Linked DNA regions of Mus musculus: region 2 is linked to region 1. Evidence: chromatin contacts called from public HiChIP or PLAC-seq data. All regions are on one chromosome and are shown on one strand. The core of a region is the stretch at or near the end of the contact, and the rest is flanking DNA. Distances in the headings are between cores, read along the strand shown. Region 1 holds the start of Septin8 (septin 8). Region 2 overlaps Gm12216 (predicted gene 12216).

Evidence for each region. HiChIP or PLAC-seq counts read pairs in DNA pulled down with a chosen protein or histone mark.
Region 2: a contact with region 1 is called in an H3K27ac HiChIP or PLAC-seq map of embryonic stem cells, with 3 times the contacts expected there. The contact joins the enhancer-like site here to the promoter of Septin8 in region 1. A contact is called at or near these places in 2 of 39 promoter capture datasets (the HPC-7 cell line and embryonic stem cells), 1 of 484 Hi-C or Micro-C datasets (CD8 T cells), 5 of 115 datasets of contacts at active chromatin or transcription factors (astrocytes, embryonic stem cells, epiblast stem cells and 1 more) and 1 of 9 other capture datasets (embryonic stem cells).

The regions. Positions count from the first base shown.
Region 1 is chr11:53,517,200-53,522,139 of GRCm38.p6, forward strand. It overlaps Septin8 (septin 8), which reads left to right and starts at 2,537. Exons shown (of 10, transcript NM_001347496.1): 1 at 2,537-2,840. The coding sequence starts at 2,811.
Region 2 is chr11:53,847,759-53,853,394 of GRCm38.p6, forward strand. It overlaps Gm12216 (predicted gene 12216), which reads right to left. Exons shown (of 4, transcript NR_033332.1): 2 at 2,247-2,352. Among named protein-coding and RNA genes, the nearest start is that of Gm12216, 8.7 kb to the right of the region's middle. Within about 2 kb of position 2,028, at least 78 of the 459 cell types and tissues checked have an H3K27ac peak or open chromatin away from gene starts, as enhancers often do. A contact at or near this core is called in CD8 T cells, the HPC-7 cell line, embryonic stem cells and 1 more, where this site is marked.

The DNA.
Region 1 (4,940 bases), core at 1,287-3,786:
AGACACAAGAGAAGCAAGAGGCCAGGAAGGCCCTGTTTCCTGCAGTGAGGGCTGCCTTGTTTAGATTCCTACTGGCTTTGCATATGAGGTGGGGAGGGATTGGGGTCAGGGCAGGGTGGGGTAGAGAGTGGTATATAGTTTGCTTTCTCTGAGACAATGTTCATCAGGCAACCAAAAGCTCTGAGGCTCTGAGGACTTCCTCCGGGACTTCTTCGCCTTTGATCATGTGACTTTGGGACTCAGCCTACCCTAGCTGTACCCCTGGGTGTGTATAAGGACCACATGGAATACTGCTGCAGAAAATCCTACATGTGAAAAGATCAGTCTACTCACCTTGCAGCCCCCACAGACTATCCTTACTCCTTCAGAAGTGCAAACCCACAGCTGCGTGGACAGAGTAACTCACATAATATGAAAATCAGAGGCTTGGAGATGAGGAGAAAGTTTTCCTAGGAGAGTGGACACTTCTCAAGAGAGGGAAGTCACCAGTCTCCCTGGTGTGTGTGTGTGTGTGTGTGTGTGTGTGTGTGTGTGTGTGTGCCCAAGGAGGCCAGAGGCATCAGACACCCCTGCATCTGGAGTGACATGCTGTTGTAAGCTGCCCCACGATTTGGATGTTGGAAACTATGGGTCTTCTAAAAGACTGCTGAGCCGTCTCTCCATCCTTCCTCTTTTTTATTTGAGACAGGATCTGTCTGGTTGGGATTAAAGGTGAGTGCCACCACACCAAACTAAGTGGATGTTTTGAAATAACACTCGAGTGGAAATGAAAGGCCATTTAGAAGGTAGTCTAAGGCCAAGGAGGAGTGAGAAAGAAAAAGGCAGCGAGGAGAAACTTGCATGTTTCCTTGCAGCAACTGTTTCAGATGATGGAATCCTCAACCCCGCATGCTCTCCCCATGCACTCCGCATGCTCTCCCATGCACTCCCGGGGTCAGACATTAGGGCTAGAGGAGACACTAGCAAACAATGGGTTCCAATCACAATTTAAAGCCCCTTGCTTGTTTTTCTTCATTTTCAGAGACTTGAGGGACCCAGTTCTCTCCATTGTGTAGATCCCAGGGATTGAACTCAGGCCATCAGATTGGGTGGCAAGCAACTTTACCCGCTGAGCCACCTTGCTGGCTCATGGATACACGCCATCAGAAGAGTAGCTTTCATAGTAAGGTTAAGAAGCTGGGTGTGGGATGTGATTCAAACAGGAAAGTTCATCACTAATCCACCTCCCCACTCTAACCACTGTGCTGTGACCCCAGGTGTTTGTTTGCTTGTTTGTTTGGGGGGTGTCTTGTTTCTTTCTTTGGGGGGGGGTCACCAGACTGGCCTCCATTTTGTTTTATAATGGAGGATGACTAGAACTCTGAACTGTCCTGCCTCTAACTTCCAAATACTAGGATTATAAATGTGCCCCTCACATCTGGCTTATGCAGTGCTGGGGACAGAACTCAGGGCTTCCTGCACGCTAGCGAGCAAGCACTCTACCAAACTGAGCTGCACGGGGCCACATTTCTTGTCAGAGAACGTACAAGGAACAACAGCACGGTGGAGCATCCAACAAAATAAAAACACTGTTAAGAACTCCAAGATACTTCAGCTGGGTACCTTGGAGACAAGACATGGTTTGTAAAGAAAGAAGGGAAAAGCTTCTTCTCTCTTCAGAGAGAGAGAGAGAGAGAGAGAGAGAGAGAGAGAGAGAGAGAGAGACTGACTCTATGGAGGGGACAGGAAGTGTTCCACAGCACGGGGTGTGCCAAGTCCAGATGTGGTCTCCAGATACCTCCAGCAGGCATACGTTTCCACTGAGGGGAGGACAGGGTTGTTTCTCAAGAAGATATTGGGGGTGGGATGCACATTCGTGGGTAGTGGAGGGACAGAGGCAAAGTTTGCCTTACTATCAGGGAGACCTTAGGGAAAGGCAGGGAAAAGAAGACGGGGCGAGCTAGATCTTGTAGTCACTGAAAAAGTTTACGGAGCCTCTTGAGACGTTTGTGTAGGTTTTTTTTTGAGTGGTATGGTTGGCGAAGATGTGCGTACTGTGAGAACCAAGTTCCTCTCTGCATAATGCCATAACTCCAAACTCGTGGGACAAGCAGGGTGAGGATCACTAGCAGTATGCTGCGCATAGATGTCGAGTCCGCTTCCCAAACTGCATCTTTCTCCGGTTCATCATTGCGCAAGGAGCCAAAGGCTGCCTGGCAGGATGCACCGGTCCAGCCCAGGGCTCCCGCCCTAGCTCCAGCTTAGAGCATCAGGTGGGACCTATGGCACAGGCAGAAGAGGCTGAGGGATCTCTCTCGGACCTGCAGCGCATGAACCATCCGATCGGTGGTCCCAGTGCGTTTGCAGGTTCCTGTAGAGACAGTCAGCTTGGAGGCAGAACTCCCAGGGCACACGTAGCACCCCTCTGTGCTATGCACTAATCTGGCTTCCAAGGGACACTCAGCAGGCCTCGGAGAGGCCCGGGTCCCCCAGACGTGGCAGTCCGGGCCCCCCACCTCACAGACTACAAGTCCCAGCAGCACCCGCAGCTAGTACCTCCTGCCAAGCCGCGGAGACCCCCGTCGGTCCCAGCCGCGGGGAGTGCGCTGTGCTGGGGCCGAGCCGGGTAGGGAGGCCGGTCCCGCGGGCGGGGGCGGGGCCGGCTCCGCGGCTTCTCCCGCCGCCGCCGCCGCCAAGGGGAGTTTCCAGGAAGTGGCCATATTGGATCCATTCAGCCGCAGCCGCCCGGGCGGAGCGCGTCCCGCAGCCGGCTCATCCCCGCCGCGGCCCCGGCGTTCCCCGCAACCCGCCCGCCCGGTGCGCAGCTCGCCATGGCGGCCACCGACTTGGAACGCGTCTCGGTGAGGCCTGTGGCGCGCAGGGGCACGGGAGGGGGCGCGAGGCGGGCTGTCAGCACCGCGCGGCGGGGCCTCGAACCCCGGGACCCGGGAGCTAACCCCGGGAGGGTGTCTCAGAGTGTTGGGCTTCGCGCGATGTGAGCTCTTTCGCGGGAAGAAGCCAAGATCTGGGCTGATCGGGGCAGGTGTGAAGACAAGACTCGTGTCCAGAGGGGAGGATCCCGGACGCCCCCGACTCTTCTCTCCCAGGGTGTTCCTGCACCTCTGGGTACTTGCCTTTGCCGCGCAGGTGCTGTTATCTGGGTGCAAAGAGTGAGGATGGAGCCCCAGGGATCCAGGGATTTTTCTACCCCCCAGCACACACACACATTCCAGAAAGAGCTCAGGGGAGTTGCAGACTTTGGGTTGGAAGAACCCAGGCTCGCTGCTCATCTCCTCCACTGCCCTCCCGGGAACCTGGATCCTGGGTGCGACTCCAGACAGGTCCAGGGCCTCAGTGGTTGGCTCTGGCTCTGCGGCAGCCATTCCCAGGAGCTGAAGTGATTCCAGATCCAAACCATTGAGTGTTTGTTTGGGCCCCAGTCTGGACCTGCCTCTCTCTAGGCTGACGCCCCTTGGTGGTCCTAAGGGGGGTGTCTGTGGACTTGAGCCAGGCTATAGCATGCGGAGGGAGGCCTTTTGGGGGTTGTCTGCACTCTTGGTGTCTAAGGCTGGATTTGGGTGTGTCTGGGAGGCTAGGCTGTGACGGTGAAGGAAGCTGTGTCCTCTTGCCAGCATGTGAGGCCCTGGTCGACTGGAAGGGGAGGAGGGGAAGAGAGGGAGGAGGTGGAGGAGGGCCCAGGGCTGTTGGAGGGAGGGAGAATTCTGAATGTGTGACCGATAACGAATTGGTTCTGGGGCTAAATAAGGGAGCCAGGACTTATGTAATTTTGCTATAAATACTGTCATCTGAATTTATATATGCAAATTTCTTCTTTAATCTGAAAATACATTTGTTGGTCTTTGCGAATATGCATAACAAAGCAGGAGCTTTCATAATGTGTAGACTGGTGTGTTCTGTGCCCCTTGGGGAGGGGGCTGTGTGTCTGTTAAGTAAGTTTGACTTCATGGGTAACAGATGCAGAGGCTGGGCCAAACCAAGGTCCACTTCACTCCCGCGGCGTGAAATGCAGTACGTAAAATGGAATTTATGTACTGCAGGAAAACAGCTGAGTCCTTATAAACCTGCCTAGTGGATGGAGACCAAAAGGGGTGTGTGTGTGTGTGTGTGTGTGTGTGTGTGTGTGTGTGCCTGTCTGACGCTGTGTTTTCTGTGCTTAGCCGACCAGAAGGTGTGTCTGTTCTGTATTGAGGTCAGAGGTTTGTCTAGCAGTTGATCTTGCCGGATGAGAGTATGTGTAAAGCAGCCAGCATCAGTGGCCCGAGAGGATTCCTAGAGATACCACTTGTTGGTCATGGGACCTCTTGCAAGCTGTTTAACCCTCCGTGTTCTCATCTACAGAGTAAGAGAAAAGCGTATCTGCCTCATAGAGTTGTGTGGATAGTGTCAGGACATGATAAGGACTCAGTAAATACCCAGCTGGGTATGAGATGGCTGCAGAAAATGTGTTTGCCTTGGTCGCACCGTCGCCAGAGGTATCATCAGGGGGCCAGCTGAGCGTCCACATTGTACAGCTGGGGCTTGGGAAGACCTTGCCTCTGTTTGCTTATGGATCGCTTCTGTGGGAAGTCTTCATTATTATCCCCATACTGAGCCAAAGCACAGAGCGGGGACTCAAGTTCAGCTACGGCTGGAATCTTGGGGCCTTGATGGTTGTGCCAGAGGGATGGACGCCTTCCCCGCCCTCTGCGCTCTGGGCTGTCAGCCTCCTGGGAGGACTCAGATGGAACTGAATTTGGGTGGAGATGTCGGGTGGAGTTTGGCTGGAATTTAGAAGTCTGGTCTCTTTCGTCCCTTCCTTATCATCCTGGAAAGATAATTTCCTCTCTTATCATGTGCTAAGCCTTGCTGATTCCTTACAGAGGTGTTTTTTTTTTTTTTTTTTTTTTTTTACAGTTAACTGTAGTTTTGGGCTTATTGGAGACACGCTGGATATTTTGCCA
Region 2 (5,636 bases), core at 778-3,277, 330 kb after region 1:
ACCACATGGTGGCTCACAACCATCCGTAACGAGATCTGACGCCCTCTTCTGGAGTGTCTGAAGACAGCTACAGTGTACTTACATATAATAAATAAATAAATCTTTAAAAAAAAAAAAAAACATGTTTGAAGTTCCATTTTATTTTGTGTGCCTGTCTGTGTGCACTTGTAAGCACCACAATGGACATCAGAGAACATCTTGTGGGAGTTGGTTCTCTCTCTCTGCCATGTGGGTCTTGTGGACTGAACTCAGGTCTCTGGACTTGGCGGCAAGCACCTTCGCCTGCTGAGCCACCCCACGTCCATCCCCCTCCTCCTGGTAGTAATTCTTTCTCTAGGCTATTGACTGTGCTTGAGAATAAACCCACTGCCACAGATAGCCAAAATGAAACAGCAAACAAATGAAGACAATTTAAGAGAGAGAAGAGAAAGGAACTAAACTGCATGGTGCCCATCTTCAAGCCCACCACTTAGGAGGCAGAGGCAGGCAGATCTATAAGTTGGAAGCCAGCCTGGTCTACAGAGTGAGTTCTCAGACAGCCAGGGCTACTGTTGAAACTCTGTTTCAAAAAAAACAAAAACAAAAACAAAACAAAAAAAAAAACAAAGCGAGGAAGGAGGGGTGAAGGTAGGAGGGAGCAGGAGAGGGAGAAAGAAACTGGATTGTAAACAAAATACATCAATTAAAAAGTTGTTTTGGAAGGCAGGAGAGATGGCTCAGCGGTTAAGAGCACTGACTGCTCTTCCAGAGGTCCTGAGTTCAATTCCAGCCCCCACATGGGGCTCATACCCATCTGTAATGGGATCCCATGCCCTCTTCTGGAGTGTTTGAAGACAGCGATCATACTTGGAGAGTCTCACTACGTAGCCCTGGCTGTCTGGGAACTTACTATGTAGATCAAGGTTTCCTCAAACCCATAGAGATCAGCCTGCAGCCCTAGAACTAAAGATATGAACTATTATGCCCAGGCCCAAATTTAAATACTTTTTAAAAATTAGTAATTTTAGGCAAAAGACAAAAAGCAAACTTGATTTACAAAATACCTCTTTCTTCCAACCATAAAAACCTCACTCTTTTTTTGTTTGTTTGTTTTTTGTTTTTCAAGACAGGGTTTCTCAGTATAGCCCTGGCTGTCCTGGAACTCACTCTGTAGACCAGACTGGCCTCGAACTCAGAAATCCACCTGCCTCTGCCTCCCAAGTGCTGGGATTAAAGGCGTGCAGCACCACCGCCCAGCAAAACCTCTCTCTTAAGCAGGGTGTTTGGTAAAATTAAGATCCAACATTCCAGCTGAGTGTCTGGAATTCCATAGGATGAAGACAGTGTGGAGCAAAGCTGACCCAGGTTGGGGCTGAGCAACAGGGACCACCAAGGTTGCTGCTGATGTCACAGGAACCTTCTCAGGTGGGGACTTAAAGGGATCGCAGCTGAGGGACAGTCATCACACCAAGCCCAGCAGGTGAAATTCAGGGAGGGCGGGTAGAAGGAAGGAGGGGTGCAGTGACTTTGGCATGAAAAGGCAGAGGTAATCTCAACAACAATACAACATTTGGTAGAAACACTAACAAAATGGGATTAAAAAAAAATAGACCACCAGCCCATTCAAGTCCACTGAGTTTTCTTTAAAGCGTTATTTTTTGTGCCTGTGCATGTGCACAGCTGTGTGTGTGTGTGCCATGAGAGGCCCGAGGAACACATCAGTCTCTGGAGCTGGAGTTCCAGGGGTGGGTTATGAGCTAGGAACGGAACTCATGTCCTCTAGAAAGAAAAGGATGTGTTCTCCACCCGCAAGCATTCGCAGCCCCTGAGGTCTCTCCAGCCCCTCAAAGGACTGAAGCACAAATAAGGTCTTAGGGTAAGTAAGCTATTAAACTAATGGGTTGTGGGTGGGGTGATCAAGGGAGTAGTCTGGCCTTAGGGCTGACAGAAATCGGGATCTGGTGAGCCAGGATAAGTCCCCAGTGGACCCTGAAGCACTACAGAGCAGCTGTGAGAGCGACTAAAGAGCCTAGCACAGATACCTCACACTCCAACATACCACACACCTGCTGAGCTACTGGGGTGCACTTTCCCCACTCCCACCCGGAGTCCTTCATTCCCTGCAACATTAAAAAGATAGCTGGTTTCACAGATTATGGTTTTGTAGACGAATTGTGAATATCAACTAACAACTCCAACACAGAACACATGTGGTTCACATCAGCGCCTACAATCTAACGCAGGAGGCTGCAAAAGCTCACACTCACTCGGGGCTGGCTTCCAGGCAAGTCTTCAGAAGGAGGGAGTCCATTTTCTTCTTTCTTGGCTGTCCAGCCTCCTGACATCACAAGGAGGCCCGGGGCATGCTGCCACCTGCAGGCCAGACATAGAAACACTTAAGACTGACCCAGAGCACTCAGCTAAAGCCACCCACCAAAGCAAGCTCTTCTGGCCCTCCCTACCTCCCTGCCCTTTCTATTTTATTTTATTTTATTTTATTTTATTTTATTTTATTTTATTTTTATTTTGAGACTGGGCTGTGTAGCGCTGGTTGGCCTGGAACTTGCTTTGTGGACCAGGCTGGCCTCAAACCCACAGAGATCTGGATGTCTCTGCCTCCAGAGATTAAAAGGCACAGGCCACCACACCTAGCTGCTGTTTAAATTTTATTTTTTAGACCTTGATATCAAAGCTGGCCTGAAACCTGTGATCCCCCTGCCTCATCCTACGAAGTGCTGAGACTGGGGGTAAGTGCCGCAACATCTGGCAAGTATAAACATTAAAAAAATATTACATGTATGTATTCGTCGACTTGGGAGGGGAGTGTGTGTGTTGGCATGTATGCTCTACAGCGTGTGTGTGGAAGTCAGAGGACAACTTTCAGGAATTTGGTCTTTCCTTCTACTCTGTGGGTCTTGGGGATTGAACTCAGATTATCAGGGTAGAAGAGAAGTGCCTTTACCCCACTGAGCAAGCTTGCCAGTCCCATCCAATTTTTCTTTCTTTTATTTTTCTCCCCCTAACCCCAAGATAAGTCTTTCTACATAGCCTGGCTATCACAGAACTCACTGTATAGACCAGGCTGGCCTCCAACTCAGAGATCTACCTGCCTTAGCCCTCCAAGAGCTAAGATTAACACACCAACCCACAGACATTTCTTAATGACAGCAGCTAACCCACACGCAGCTGTAGACCACATGCTTGGCTTTTATTCATTTATTGAATCCTCAGAGCAACAGGTGAATGTTTTTTAAAAGGTCTCCACCAGTCAGCCTAATGTCAAAATTAGGCTGGGTGATTAAAATGAAGAATGGGGATATCAGCTGATTTCAAAGAGGTTGGTGAGAAATGGAAACCTGGAGATGCTGAGTACCCTGGAGGCTGTTCCCACATCTTCACGAATACAGCACCGCCCTGGTATTTGGGGTGAGAGATGCATACACACAAGATAAATTTCTCCTCTCAGGGCTTCCACTCTACTACTAGAGGTAACACAGGAAAGATGGTAAATGCGGAGCAGGAGCTACACAATGGCTCAGTGGGTAAGTACCTGCACAGGAGCAAGCAAGCAAGCAAGCAAGCAAGCAAGCAAGCAAGCAAACAAGCAAGCATCAAGACCTGAGTTCGATTCCCCAGAACTCATGTAAAGCCAGGTGCAGTGGTGCATGCATCTATACTCCAAACGCTCCTATGGGGAAGCAGGAGATGAGACAGGAGAATCACCAGAAGCTCACAGGCCACTTAGCCAGGAGGGCACAGCACAGAGGCAACCAACCCAGACTCTGCTTCCAGCAAAGTGGAAGGTGAGGACCATAGGCTGAACTTGTCCTTTGATCTTCACACATTCACCATGCCTTGTATATGCACACACACACACACACACACACACACACACATCCATAATACACATGTGCACATGCACACTCACAGACACACATGCTGAGCACGAGCAAAGTATAGGCGGTAGAAAACGAGATCAACAAACAAATCTCGTGTATATTCCTTTGTCTTCAAGAGCTCCCTGACCATGTCAGGTTTTGCTTGCAACTGCATGTCGGGCACCTGCTAGGGATACAATCATAGGCAAGCTTTAGCCAGGCTCTTAGCTCCTATGGAGTCTTTACATAGTAACTGTGGTCCCTGCCGCCTAGAGTGTTACCACAGGAATATTTGCTACTCTCTGTAGAGTGAGGACATCTTGGGTGGGGTGGAGACCTGCAGTAGGGAGCATGCTCTGTGTACAGGTTAGGTCACAGACAGGAAGCGGTGTGGAGGCAGCAGGCGGCTAAGAAGGGGCGTGGCCAGCCTTTCAGTGCACTTGATGCCAAACAGTCGTATCCTCTGTGAACCACAGCAACTCTCAGGGTCCTGGGCAGAGAGGAATAATGTGCTCAGATGTGTGTTTTTAAAAGATTATGCTAGGTAGTGAGTTGAAAGGCAATCATCTCTCCAATGATGTGGATGTCTGAATTCCTGAGACTGTCATATGCTCCTGCACACAGACAAGGGGGTGATGCAGATGTGAGTGAGTGTCTTGAGAAGGAGAGAGCATTCAGGTGAATGTATTAATCACAGTTCCTCCTTAGGGGTTCCTGAAAGAATTCGATACTGCCAGACTCTTCCAGAACCCTTAAATAATGACTGTGTTATTTTAAGCCACCGAGTGGTGTGTGCATGAGCAAATGACAGAGGACAATTTGTGGAATTTGCTTCTCTCTCTTATGTGCGATCGAACTCAGGTCCTAAGACCTGGATAGCAGCAGTGGGAGATGATGAGGCTGTGTGTCAGAGAGCAGCCTTCGCTTCAGTGAAGAGCCAGCTCTAGTACCCGGAAAAGACTGGGAGATGATTAGGAAGGCTGCTTCCCTGCAATGTGCCCCCTGCTCCAGTCCCCTTGCTGCATGCAGGGTCACAGGGGCCTAACTGGATTCTAAGAGCATAAAGAGACCAAGGCCTGCCTGCAGATGGCAAATCTGGCAGACTTAGGGGCAGGGGAAAGTTCACTCTGTGTGTGTGTGTGTCTATGTATGTATGTGTGTTAATATATAAAAATGGTTTGTTTGCAAATGGTATGTGTATGCCTGGTGCAGGTGGAGGCCAGAAAACAAAGCACTAGAGCCCCTGGAACAGGAGTGATGGAACCATGAGCCACCATGTGGGTACTGGGAATTGAGCCTGGCTCCTCTGAAGAACAGCCAGTGCTCTTAACCACTGAGCCATCCCTCAAACTCTCAAGTTTTTGTTGTTGTTTGTTTTTAAATTTTACATGTATGTATGGATGTTTGCCTACATGTAGGTCTGTATAGCACATGTATACAGTGCCCATGGAGGCCAAAGGAAGACACTGATCCCCTGGAACTAGAGCTACAGACAGTGGTTTGCTACCATATGGGTGCTGGGAATTGAACCTCTAGAAGAGGAGCCGTAACTCCTGAGCCATATCTCCATCACACTGGTTCTTGAAACAAGGTCTCATGTTTCTCAGGCTGGCTTCAAACTCAAGTAACCAAGCATGATCTTGATCTTCCTGCTTCTGCCTCCCAAGCTGGGGGATTAGAGGGGCTTGCTATCACACTTTTTAATTTTTAGATTTGCCTATCTCTGCATGTTCATGTGATGGGGTGCACGCAGAGGCCAGAAGAGGGGACTAGGGACCC